Linked DNA regions of Oryzias latipes: region 1 is linked to region 2. The links are chromatin contacts, called in public Hi-C maps. All regions are on one chromosome and are shown on one strand. The core of a region is the stretch at or near the end of the contact, and the rest is flanking DNA. Distances in the headings are between cores, read along the strand shown. Region 1 overlaps clcn5 (H(+)/Cl(-) exchange transporter 5). Region 2 holds the start of LOC101158803 (tumor necrosis factor ligand superfamily member 10).

Region 1 (5,532 bases), core at 1,559-4,058, 72 kb before region 2:
ATATGTAGCGGGTCACAAACAAGTTGCAGTTAATCATTTAACCCTTGTGGCGTCCTATGGGGTCAAGATGACCATTGACGTGTTCTCCCTACCGTGACAAAGGTGGAAAGATTTCATGTAATCCATGGACACCAGTGAAGATCACAAATCATTGAAGAAAAAAAGGTTCAGCCACTGTCTAGTGGGTCTAGATGACCCAACTCCCAACGTTAAAAGGGACTTATCTCTGACTATTTAAGTTTGCTCTATAACTCTTCTATTTGACATAAATTCAAAACTAGACCATTCGTTGATGGTGCTTCCTGTAGTGCAGAAAACACAGTATATCAACAAAGTATGAAATGCCTGAATATTCCTTTATATTTTGGTTTCTTTACCCGTTTGCTTTTTAGGAAACTGCTGGGCATCATCACGAAAAAGGACGTGCTCAAACACATGGCACAGATTGCCAACAGAGACCCTGACTCCATCCTCTTCAACTGAGCTTCATCGTCAGAAGAAGAAACGAGCTTTACCTCATCAAACCTGTGAAGGCACAGACACTTGATCTTCATTTGCACAACTGAACTATGGACAAAGAAATTTGTCAGTAATTTGGAGACATTTTTGGCTCCATAATGTACCACTCCAAAAACAAAACAATGCATTAACAGAGACTTGTTCAGATTATTAAAGGAAAAGAGTTTAAATGAAGATTATTTCACATTTTATTTTTGGCATTCTTGTTTCCTCTTTTTTCTTTTTTCAAAAGCTATTTGAATAGATGTTGCCATCAGCTGTCCTCTTTTTCCTGTGATTTTAACCTTCATTTTGCTTCTCCTGAACACTTGATACTAACATGAAGGAAGAGAAGTTGATGTCCCATGATGCATTGCAAGAACTTCAAAGGGAAGGAAGAGAAAATACTGGGAGATTTAGATAGTGGGGGGCATCCCCCTCCAGCTCAGACAGAGCCCCCGAAGCAGGCCAAGTGGCTCTGACGCAAAGGATCCTGGGTAAAGTGGTATGCACGAGTGTGCCGGGAGCAGTGCAGTCTGGGAACTCCCCATTCCTGCCTTTTCTTAGAGACGCTTGAGATTTGTTAAAAAAAAAAAAGCCTGGGAACTCTTCCATGTTTTTGGGCCTCTCAGACCGGCGGTAGTGATCAGGTTCCAGAAGTTTGTGGCGTTTCCGAGCTGCTGGAAGTAAGAATCGCAACAATTATTTATGTAAATGTGAAATGATTTGTCTTAGTAAATTATTCCACCTGAGTTGTCCGCCTCTTATGTCTTTTTGTTTCTTAACTTGTTTATTTGGGATGAAAGCAAAAAGTTTTGTTTTTATATGAACTAGTTAGTATTGTAATTATTACTGTAATTTAATTTAAAAAAAATGTATTTTGAAATGTACGATAACCTGTACTGAGAAGGCAGGGCAATATGCAGCAGAAAACCCATATGTGCACCAGAAGACCATGAAAGGAGCCTACAGGGATTGGAACCTCCTCACAAGAGGCAACAGGGAGTAGCCATTGTAAATAAAAAAAACAGGAGCAAATGAGTGTGACGTCACCCTTAGAAAATGGCTTTCTTCAGGCTCCTGTCCTGCCTGCATTTTTTTCACAAAATGGACAATGTTGGAGCCAGATGACATAGTTAGCAGTAATTGGTCCAAATTAGTTTAAGTCATCGCCAATCAGTAGTGAGTAGGTTAGAAGACCACACCCTTTCCATTGAAATCAGGCTCGGGAGAATCTGTCAAACGTTTTGAGTGTTCAAGACCACATACTTTTATTGAGGCATGAGATGATCAGTTTATAATATGAATAACTTCCACGACAGAAAAAATATGGAATAAAATTAGGATTAGCAAAAACATTTCTTAAAAAATGATTAGCATAGAAAGAATGGTTATTATGACAAATGGAATGTCTGAATAATAACGCTTTATTTCTCCATAGATGTCTATGGGATTTTGGCTTCTTGGAGCCGACGGGTACTTCCTGTTTGGAACGCCAGGGGGGAGGGGTTTCTCTGTCCAGCTCTCTTACAGTCAATGGGCTAACCCCCACACCAACTTGTAGCCTTTAAAATAACAAATTGATGCTGATCTGATGTTTCAAACATCAGCACGATCAGATCTGGCTGCATAAAATCCATTAGAACCCCTCTCACAGTTTAGTCATAACTCATTCTCAGTCTGGATCCAACTTTTGCTTCATCTTTGTATCCGTTTTCCTTTATTCACATCTGCTGCCACAAAGGCTTTGCCTAAAACAACTAGAATAATTGTGTTTTTCAAGTCATTGTAAACAGGACTTTACTCAAAGTGTTTTATCACATATGACATACTGATTGTGGTTAAAACGTAAACATAAACCAACATATCTTTCCCCTAATAATTTTGAAGAAAACCATATACTTTTAAATTCTTTATCAGAATCACTGAACAGCTATAATAACTGGTAAAACCAAATATATAATAACAGTAGGGCAACAGTTTACTTCAGTCTGCAGATGTTCCTGCTGTTTCCAGCTGGAGCTCATGTTTGGCCCCCAAAAGCTGTGCAGATGAGGTAGAGGAGGAGGAGGAGGAGGAATTGCGTTTTTTGCATAGTGTTTGCTTGTGGGGCATTTGATACGCCTGTGCCTGTTACATTTTCTGTGTGACTGTGACTCGTGTTTCAGTTTGGAGGTTTTAGAGAATGTGATGTTCATTGCAGCCGGATTGTAATGATTGAGCACATTCTTGATGGCCGTTCCTGTCTGCTTTCTGCGCCTTCACATGAGGCTCAGGTTACCGAGCCACTCTGAGGTTCCATGTTCTCACATCTCAAACACACACCCACACACACACACACACACACAAACAGCATTTGTGTCACAACCTGCTTTCTCTTCTGCTTGTTGTCTCAGAGTTTGGCTTCTTTGAGTCACGTCCTCCCCCGTATCAAGTTGTATTGCTCTCTGTAAATGTTAAATGCATTTCGAAACTGGAGGAACATTTTTGACAGGTAAACCAGTTCTTAATGTTTTCTAAGTATTAGATCCATCTCACCCACAGTTGTGCACTTTCTGTCATATTAATAAATATTGCTTGAAAGGGAGTGGAAGGAAGCGAACTTATATAATCCCACCCCAGTTCTACCGTAACCATTTTATTACATGATTTATCAATATCCGGTTCCTAGCTTTTATCAGGCAGAATTAAGAATGTTGAAATATCAATAAAGCACATGACAAAGATGAATTACTTCAATTATTTTGTAAAAAATAACTTTTAGAAATCAACATGGCAATGAAGTATCCAAAATATATGCAGATTATGTTACTTAAAAAAAGTAATTGTTATGATAAAAAAATAATACTATATCAGTAAAATAGACATAACACTGTTTCAGGAATTTTTATAGCAAAGTTGCAAAATTTGATCAAGTATCAAAAGTTAAAAATATGTGCAAAATTATGTTACATTAGGAAAAAATCATGAATCAATTTATCAATTTATTTGGAGCAAGTGAAGTAAAATCATTAAAAGTCAATCAATGTTACCATTTTTAATAATTGATTAATCTTTTGTTTTATTTTTTTTGTATTTTTTATGATAAAGTAATGCTGAGAAGAAAAATAAGAAGGGTCCATATTTTGTCGAATGACCAAGGTTGGCATTTCTTCTTTTACTGATTAACAGCCATACTTCTGGGTTTGAACTGTTAAATAAACTAAAAAGATGAGTCCATTAAAAATGAGGGGGAAGTGTGTTCTACTCTTACTCATTAATGTCTCACTTTTCAGAGATTCTTCAACAGTTTAAGATATTTCATGCTGACACGATAGTTTGTTTTCCACAAATGTAGATCTGAGTGCTTTGGTCTTTTCTGTTTAAACAATATTTCTTGATTAAAATATCCATGTGTGTTTTTCTTCTTGAATTGCAATTTCTATTTTTTTAGAGCTAGACAAATCCGTTAGGTTTTCTTCCTAGAGGTCTTTGTACAGTTTAGTTGCCAGTGAATCCTGTTTGATTACACAACAGTATAATTGCAAAGAGACTATTTATCAAATCCAAGAAGGATCCTGAAGCAAGGACAGTGTAGAGCACTGTACATTATTTTTACAACTCTCAGTTCTACTCTAGAGCAGTGTATATTTGTATGTCAGCAAAAGTCAGCAAAAGTAATAAAGTGCTGTTGAAAAGGTAAAGAGAGTTCAGGAAGGCTAGATTCTCTCTGAAGCTTACAAGAGAAAAACTCACAGAGATGAGAAACAATGGATCCAAAGACCAAGGACCCTTTAGAACTCATGCACTAAGATTTCAGAGCATCAATGCCGACAGCAAACATGGAAAGATGCAAATATGCACTTTACAGTATTTATGCTTTTTTTCTGAAATCAAAAAGTAACATTTCTACCATGAGATTCTTGGCTGCATCTCACCTTATGGAGAAGTTCGATGTATTTGTTCTGACAAGGCCACAGACTTCAGCAATAAAGATTGTCAAACACTATTAACAAAACATAGGATAAAGCCTGAGACATCTGCATTCAACCTGCCAGAGCAGAGAGAATGAACACTCAGTGAAATGAGTAAAAGCTGGTGTCACAGCAGATGCACAAAAGAAAATGCCACATAAGCTATTTACAGGCAAAGGGGCAAAGCTGCCCAAACTGCAGGGTTTTAGATCTGTGGGTTTTGCCTGCAAGCAAGAAAAGATAAACCTAGACTCCAAATGTGAGTGAGGAGTTTTCAGAATAACAAAAACAGCCCAGCTCTTCTGTTGCAGCATCCAGACATAGACAGGTTTAAAACCACACGCTGGTGAAATTCACAGCCAAGACCACCAAGAAAGAGCAAGTCACACAATAGACGAGTGTACTGAAAACGATGCTAAGTGTAGATATCCTGAGATCGCTAAAGATTGATTCGTGATAAAAGTGTGGAATGTAAACCAAATCCGTGATGGCTGGGATTTTTATAAGACTGTTTGTGTACAAGTAAAGCCAGTGAGACAACGACCACGAGGAACTGACCATGAAGACATCGGGGCACCTACAGGACTGATAGACTGACAATACGCGTGAAAAGCGTAGACAGTCCAGTTCAGAAAACAGATGGGTGGTTATCCATGGGTTAGATGGTGTTACGATGACAGACAGCGAAGAAAATCTTTAGAATAATTTATTGGAATAAAGATGCCTCCAGCTCTTCTCCAGTACTTGGGTTCAGTGAGTCCTTCACAGGACTCTCATAAGTCACCACAGAAACACACACACACATCTGCTGCTTTCTTACAAACCTGGTAAGGAGCATCATTTGGCCCAGGGGGCAATTCTTACCTGGAACCTCCTTTGGAAAAGGCAGGTATTTTTTCATCCCTATTAATACCTCATTTAAAACATGTCCAAATTTACATGACTTAAATGTCATACTGAATTTGGTAACCACCATTTCCACCTATTTAAGAGTTGGTGGTTTGGTTTTCATTGTGTTTCTTATCATTCCATTGGGAGTTCTGGGTCTCTCTCCATACATCTAAGAAATCTTCCTATTTGC
Region 2 (6,050 bases), core at 2,041-4,540:
GTCCCATGCTTTTTGTGAAGTCCCTGTCCAGAGTCCTCTCTGCGATCTCTTAATCGATTTCCTGACACTTCGTATGAGAATAAAAAGACAGAGCATTCCTTTAAAAGAGTCTGATACATGGACAACTAAAAGAAAGTACCGGTAAAGTACTTTCTATTGTACTTACAAAAAGATCGAAAATAAAAGAAATCTGTGGAGCTGTCTGGTGTGTTTAGATCACAGCAGGTGAACAATGATCAAGTGTGCATGACACTTTTAACTCTTAACGGGAAGACTACGAACTTTGATGTTTTAGAGTTATGAAGCCACATGTGTCCCTGACACACCCACCCAGATGTCAGATGTCAGGGTTGCCCCCCCGTCGTCACCATGTGGCTCTTTTCGGTCACATCACTTTATGCAGCTGCACGGGTTACGGGGAAGAGGAGTATGACTCCATGAGAGATGTAGGACATGATAAACCAGTTTTCTAGAGAGCAGCACTGTCTGCTATAAAAAGAAACATCTTTGATTAACTTTGTGTCCAATCCAATGATAATTAAGATTAGTTGCTTTCCAATTTTTTTTAGAGATTGCTCCCTGAAGCCCCTTGTCAGAATGTTTTCCTAGAAACAGAAATACTGAGTCATGCTTAGAAAAGACCATACACTAACAATCAGATGGTCAAATAGCTTGAGGTGTACCCTTGCAGAGGATTTAGCATCCTGAAGGTTGTGCATCAATCGTTTTTCCTTGTGCAGACTTGCAAACACCTTTTGAGAAGCATCATCCACAACAAGATGCAGACTCTCATGGGTGCACGCATCTGTATCTCAAACTATATATTTTTTTATTTGCTAAAAAGCTTCAAAGGGGATGGGCTTTATGAGCTACTGCGCCTGACATGCTTCCATTTAAATGGGGGTTTAAAGACCTACTCAAATGAAAATCCTGTTTGTTTGTTTTTTAACATGTTCTTGTGACATTTTTCTAAAAATGGAGTACATAAATAAATATAAAATAAAATAATAATACAATAATTTCTTTATTAAAATTGTGTTGAATAAGAGCAGACGATAAATTTTGAAACAGCTTGTAGTTGTTGTGTAAACACTACAATCGGCAGGTCACAATCTCAACGCTCCACTCCATTCTGATGCCTCGTCTTTGTTTTTTCTCGTCTGAGCTGCTGGGTCAACACTTTACGCCTGGACAGCTGCGGTATCGCTCGCCATTTTCATTGCACCGCTAATGTTTGGCTGTGGTTGTGAGGGGCTGTAAACTAGTGGGAGAGCACGTAAACAGATGGATGACAGAAAATGAAAGCAGACTTACTCCACTCAGCAGTCCTGCCCACATGTCAGAGGTGACTTTCTAATGAACTACTGCCGCTCTGCAGAAACTATGTCCTAGATAACAACAGTTTGTTTGATTATTTTATTTTGGCTAAAATGGCATAATCATACTTAAAAGACCGCTATGAAATTAGATCAAAAGATGACTGGAGCGGGACTAAATGTTTATCTCCTGCTCAATGTTGCTCAGGCCTCAAAACAGGTATTTAGAAATGCAAGCTCCTTGTTTTTTTTAGAAACTGATGACAAACGAAACCCAAAGTGAAACTTTTTACCTGCTCGTCTTCAAACTCTTGTCATTTGTGCTTTCATTGTCAGTGGACAGAGACTGCCTCCACATTATTTCACAACACAAGAATTAAATTGACCCCCACCCCCCTCCAGGGGCGAGCCATTCAATTGCACGTTTCACCTTTTGCACACAACATCTGCAAGCCACTTCAACTAGCCGCTCCACAAATGGCTCCAATCTGGGCCTTTTACGCACGCCGCTGAACTCGTGTGTAACCGTGACCGCCGCGCAGACGCTGCCACTGCTCTGCTTCTACATTCCGGATTTAGACAAGTTCCTACAGGAAAAAGGGGGAAACCTTCAACCCCTGCAGACAAGTTCAGGACTGACCTGGGTCAAATCCACCTCCAGTGATTTGTTTACAACCCTGAATGAAATTTGGTTTAATCCTACAGCTCCCCGAAGACCCACAACTTTAAATATATTTATGCAACATGTGTCTGCAGCTCGCAGTCTCACTTTGAGGAATTTATGAACTTTTCCTTGTGGATCCAAGGTAAGACATCAGATCTGCTCTGACTGAGTCAGTGGCACGTTTTTATCCCCCAAACTGTTCTCTGGGGCAAAAATCCATTGGGTTCAGAGATGAAGGCGCGTCTTACCTGTGATATGGACATGTTTAGGTAGACAAAGAGTCCGGTGGTGGAGGCGATCTGCAACACCACCACGACAATCACCACCATCGCCAACCACATCTTGGACGGCGTCTCCCGGCGCGCCGCCCCACTCGGCCCGCCGGTGGGGACCATCATGTAGGTGGTGGAGTCGCTGCTCACCGATCTGAAGTAATCCTGCTGCTGCTGCTGCTGCTGTGCGCTCGGAGTGGCCATGGCATTCCCGACGCATTAGGATAGCACACAATCAGAAAAGCAGCAATAGCCGTCTACGGAGTACAACCACGGACTGGAACAAAGTTCGATTCCCATGCGGTCGCCAGCCGGCAGGACCTTTGGCTTTTCCAGTCCGAGCTCCGCGGATGAGGTGAGGGAAAGCCCTCTCAGAGTTCCAGATCGGACATGTCCGTGTCTGTTGAACGCTCAGCTGCCGGGAGAGGAGGAATTTATAAAAAGAGAGGTGGTTGGAGGAGGTAGCAGCACTAGTGGGACGAGAGCGCAGCAAAGAGGGGCAGGGTTAACCTCTTCATCACCCTGGAGCTGTGGAGGAATGCGCACCCGCATTCGCGCCCACGCGCTGCTTTTTTGTTTCTAGTCACGACGTGAGGCTCGGACGCGGACATCACGCTCTACCACCGCAAAAAAGAGAACAACACAATCAACAATACTCTTTAAAGTCTGCAAAACTCACATCCATCTACAGAACTGGGGATTTCCGCCCCTAAGGGAGTCGGTTGGGGCCAAAGTTTCCAAACTTCTCAGTGACTGAGTTTCATTGACACGTTTTCTACGAGGTTTGCAGGAGAAAACACGTATAAGACAAAGAAACAACAACAAAACGCCTAAAAACGGGTTTCTATTGTCCTGTTTTTGTGTGTGCGCGCGTGCTTACATGCATACGATCAAAAGTTTTGATTGATTTTGGAGTGGTCGCATGGCCTGCAGAGGGCGCTCTTTTTCATGCTCCTCGGGCTTTTATTTGTATGCCGGATATCTGCACGTTTTGCTGAGATGAGCAATGTAAAACATAAACTAAATGTAAAATATTGTAAAATAAAGTCCATGTTTGCATTAAACAGATTGATCCTGTAATAAGGACATTTAATGTTTACAACCACTCTGGAGATCAAGCATCAAGGTAAATGATGATAACAATATTAATACAAACAAAACAAGATAAAAATTATACAACTCTTAAAAATCTCTCATTGTATAAAGTGAATGCATAGCCAGAAAAAAGAAACACTAGAACCAAACCTATAATCCAGCTAGATCTTTAATGAATGTACTAAAACGGATTTCTGAGTAAAATATATTCAACGACAGAAATTAGGGTTTTTTCCTCTTTGTCTTCTTTTTCTTTTTCTAGTGTTTACCAGCGCATGTTGGCCACAGACAGTTGGAAGAGGCTTGGTGCAAAATGTCAAAGCGGTGCAAATCTCATGAATCTTGCTCCATGCAGGTTTTTTCTTTCTCAGCTCTAGTCCGATATATGAAACACTTGGTGTTGTATAATTCCGGCTGGGCACAAACCCCTGTTATTAATTTCTTCTCCATGACCAATTTTCCAACAGTTGGCCCTTCTGTGAATTAAAAGGGACGCCATCCAAACGTCACTACCCAACACGAGCCCCTGATTGTCAAAGTTTGACCTGGTTTACCTCTCAATACCTGTTCAACATCCACTCATTCGTAAACACATTCATAGCTAAAACATAAGAGTTTCGAACACAGAAGTAAGAAATCCGCTTTTATGCACATTTACATAGACCTTTTGATGGAAGTGGTTCCCTGAACATGCATTGCAGAGGGCGGTGTGTACGTAGCTTAACAGTTTGATCCTATTTTTTCTTTAACCCTTGTGCTATCTTAGATGACCCCACCCTTACATTGACGTGTTCTCCCTACCATGACAAAGGTGGATAAAGGTGGAAAGATTTCATGTAATCCATGGAGACCAGTGAGGTTCACAAATCATTGAAGAAAAAAGGTTCAGCGCACTGTCTAGTGGGTCTAGATGACCCAACTCCCAAAGTTAAAGTGCCTAGGATAGCACAAGGGTTAATACTTTAAACCCTCCATGTGACAAAACCACCACACTGACCTCACCAGCCAAAAAAATAAAAATAGAAATTCACATAAATTAAAGGCAAAGTCAAGCTTGAATGCGATAACTGCGTTGTAGTTAAACGTCTGCTAAATGTTTCAGTCAATCCTAAACCACAAAAAAGCAGAGCAGCTTAGCATCAGTCACTGTGTTTGTCGTTATACAACACACATTCTCCCGCAAACACACTATAAAGAGTGAAATATGAGGAAACAAATTTATTTTCTTTCTTTCATATTTAAGCCACCACAGAGCTGGCCAGCAATTCATGCACATGTGCGTGTAATGGTTAAAAAACAGAGCTCTTTAATAAAGATTAAAGGCAGATGGGACAGGATTGCTTTCATTCTAGCTGCTCTGGACAGTCTCTTCGATGGGCTCTTCTCATCTTAAATCAAGGAGTTATTAGTGATTATTTTTCAAAGCAGCAAATAATTTGAAAACCCATGCAGGAAAATGAAGTTTTCCATTCAGAAACAACAGTGACGCTTCCATAAAAACACCCACGCGGAGGCCAAATGGAAGAAAATGGCAGTAATTCAGATTGGTGTAGCTGTATCTCAGATGCTGTTCAGCATGCAAATGTGCATCACATGCAGGATGCATTCAGCCTTTTCTCAATTAAAAGCAGATGCATAAAAAAAAGCTAATTTACACAAGACAGTTGAAGAGTTTGAAATTATTTTGGAATTCAGTGCAACAGAATGTATGATCACTATTCTAGGATGTTTATTGATAAATTGTTACACAAATAAAAATTGATTAAATACTTAATGTATTTTTGGTGTTTATTAGGGGTGTAACAATTCATAGACTCCATCAATGAATCAATTTATATTCCTACGATCCAACCAGATCAACCAAGTGCATCACAGCAGATAACACGTGCTGCACCAAAAAATGATCACGCCATCATTCCAGTCCAATGTGTGGAAACACTTTGGGCGGGTTCGGCCAGGTTCTCCGTCTTCCCTCTTACCATCCGACGTGAGCCATTTTGCAGTTTAAACCAGGGGGTATGGGCTGGAAACAACCACAAGGCAAACCCCGTACTCGGTGGACAGACGTCATTGCGGGAGATGTTAAACCTTATGGGGTTGCCATGAAGGATGCTGAGCTTCTGGCACAAGACCGGAAAAAATGGAAGACCCTTGTTTTTTTGGTCAGCTCTACACACTGGGAAGGGGCATCGCCCCCCCCTGCAAGAGTCTTGATGATGATGACGGGCTGAACTTTTAGAAACTAAAACATGAATGGACTTGTCATTATTTATTAAAGGCAGGTCCAAAGTACGGCCAGCGTTTATATTTTCATGGGCCCGCAGGGTCCTTCAATTTTTTTGCAAGGCCGTTCACATTTCCAATTAAATGCAAACTTTTGTGATCTCCTGTGTGACCGTGAAATGACCCAGAAGTGACCTGCATGCGCAGAAGAGTCCTCAACCGTGAACAACGTCACGTGTTGTTTGCGGAAGTAGCGAACGTTAATGGATGTCAACATCGCTGGGCTTATCCCCCAAAATGCGGTCCAGCTCTTGGTAACATGGACAGGTGATACGTTGACGGCCACTTCGTTAGTTCCATTCTTTAACCTCCTTGTATTTGGCTCGGAGGCTTTTTATTTTTCGCTGGCATTGGAGCCAGAATCGTCTGTACCCACGCTCGGCCATTTCGCTGGAAATTTTTTCAAAAACCGCCCGGTTG

Evidence for each region. A called contact is a pair of places that touch in the nucleus more often than the background predicts.
Region 1: a contact with region 2 is called in a Hi-C map of embryo, with 2.4 times the contacts expected there. The contact joins the enhancer-like site here to the promoter of LOC101158803 in region 2. A contact is called at or near these places in 4 of 5 Hi-C or Micro-C datasets (embryo, fibroblasts and gastrula embryo).

What each region holds. Positions count from the first base shown.
Region 1 is chr18:21,091,212-21,096,743 of ASM223467v1, reverse strand. clcn5 (H(+)/Cl(-) exchange transporter 5) reads left to right here. Exons shown (of 17, transcript XM_004079943.4): 17 at 393-1,250. The coding sequence ends at 483. Among protein-coding and RNA genes, the nearest start is that of clcn5, 23 kb to the left of the region's middle. Within about 2 kb of position 2,808, at least 1 of the 8 cell types and tissues checked has an H3K27ac peak or open chromatin away from gene starts, as enhancers often do.
Region 2 is chr18:21,018,911-21,024,960 of ASM223467v1, reverse strand. It overlaps LOC101158803 (tumor necrosis factor ligand superfamily member 10), which reads right to left and starts at 3,290. Exons shown (of 7, transcript XM_011487639.3): 1 at 2,229-3,290. The coding sequence starts at 2,456.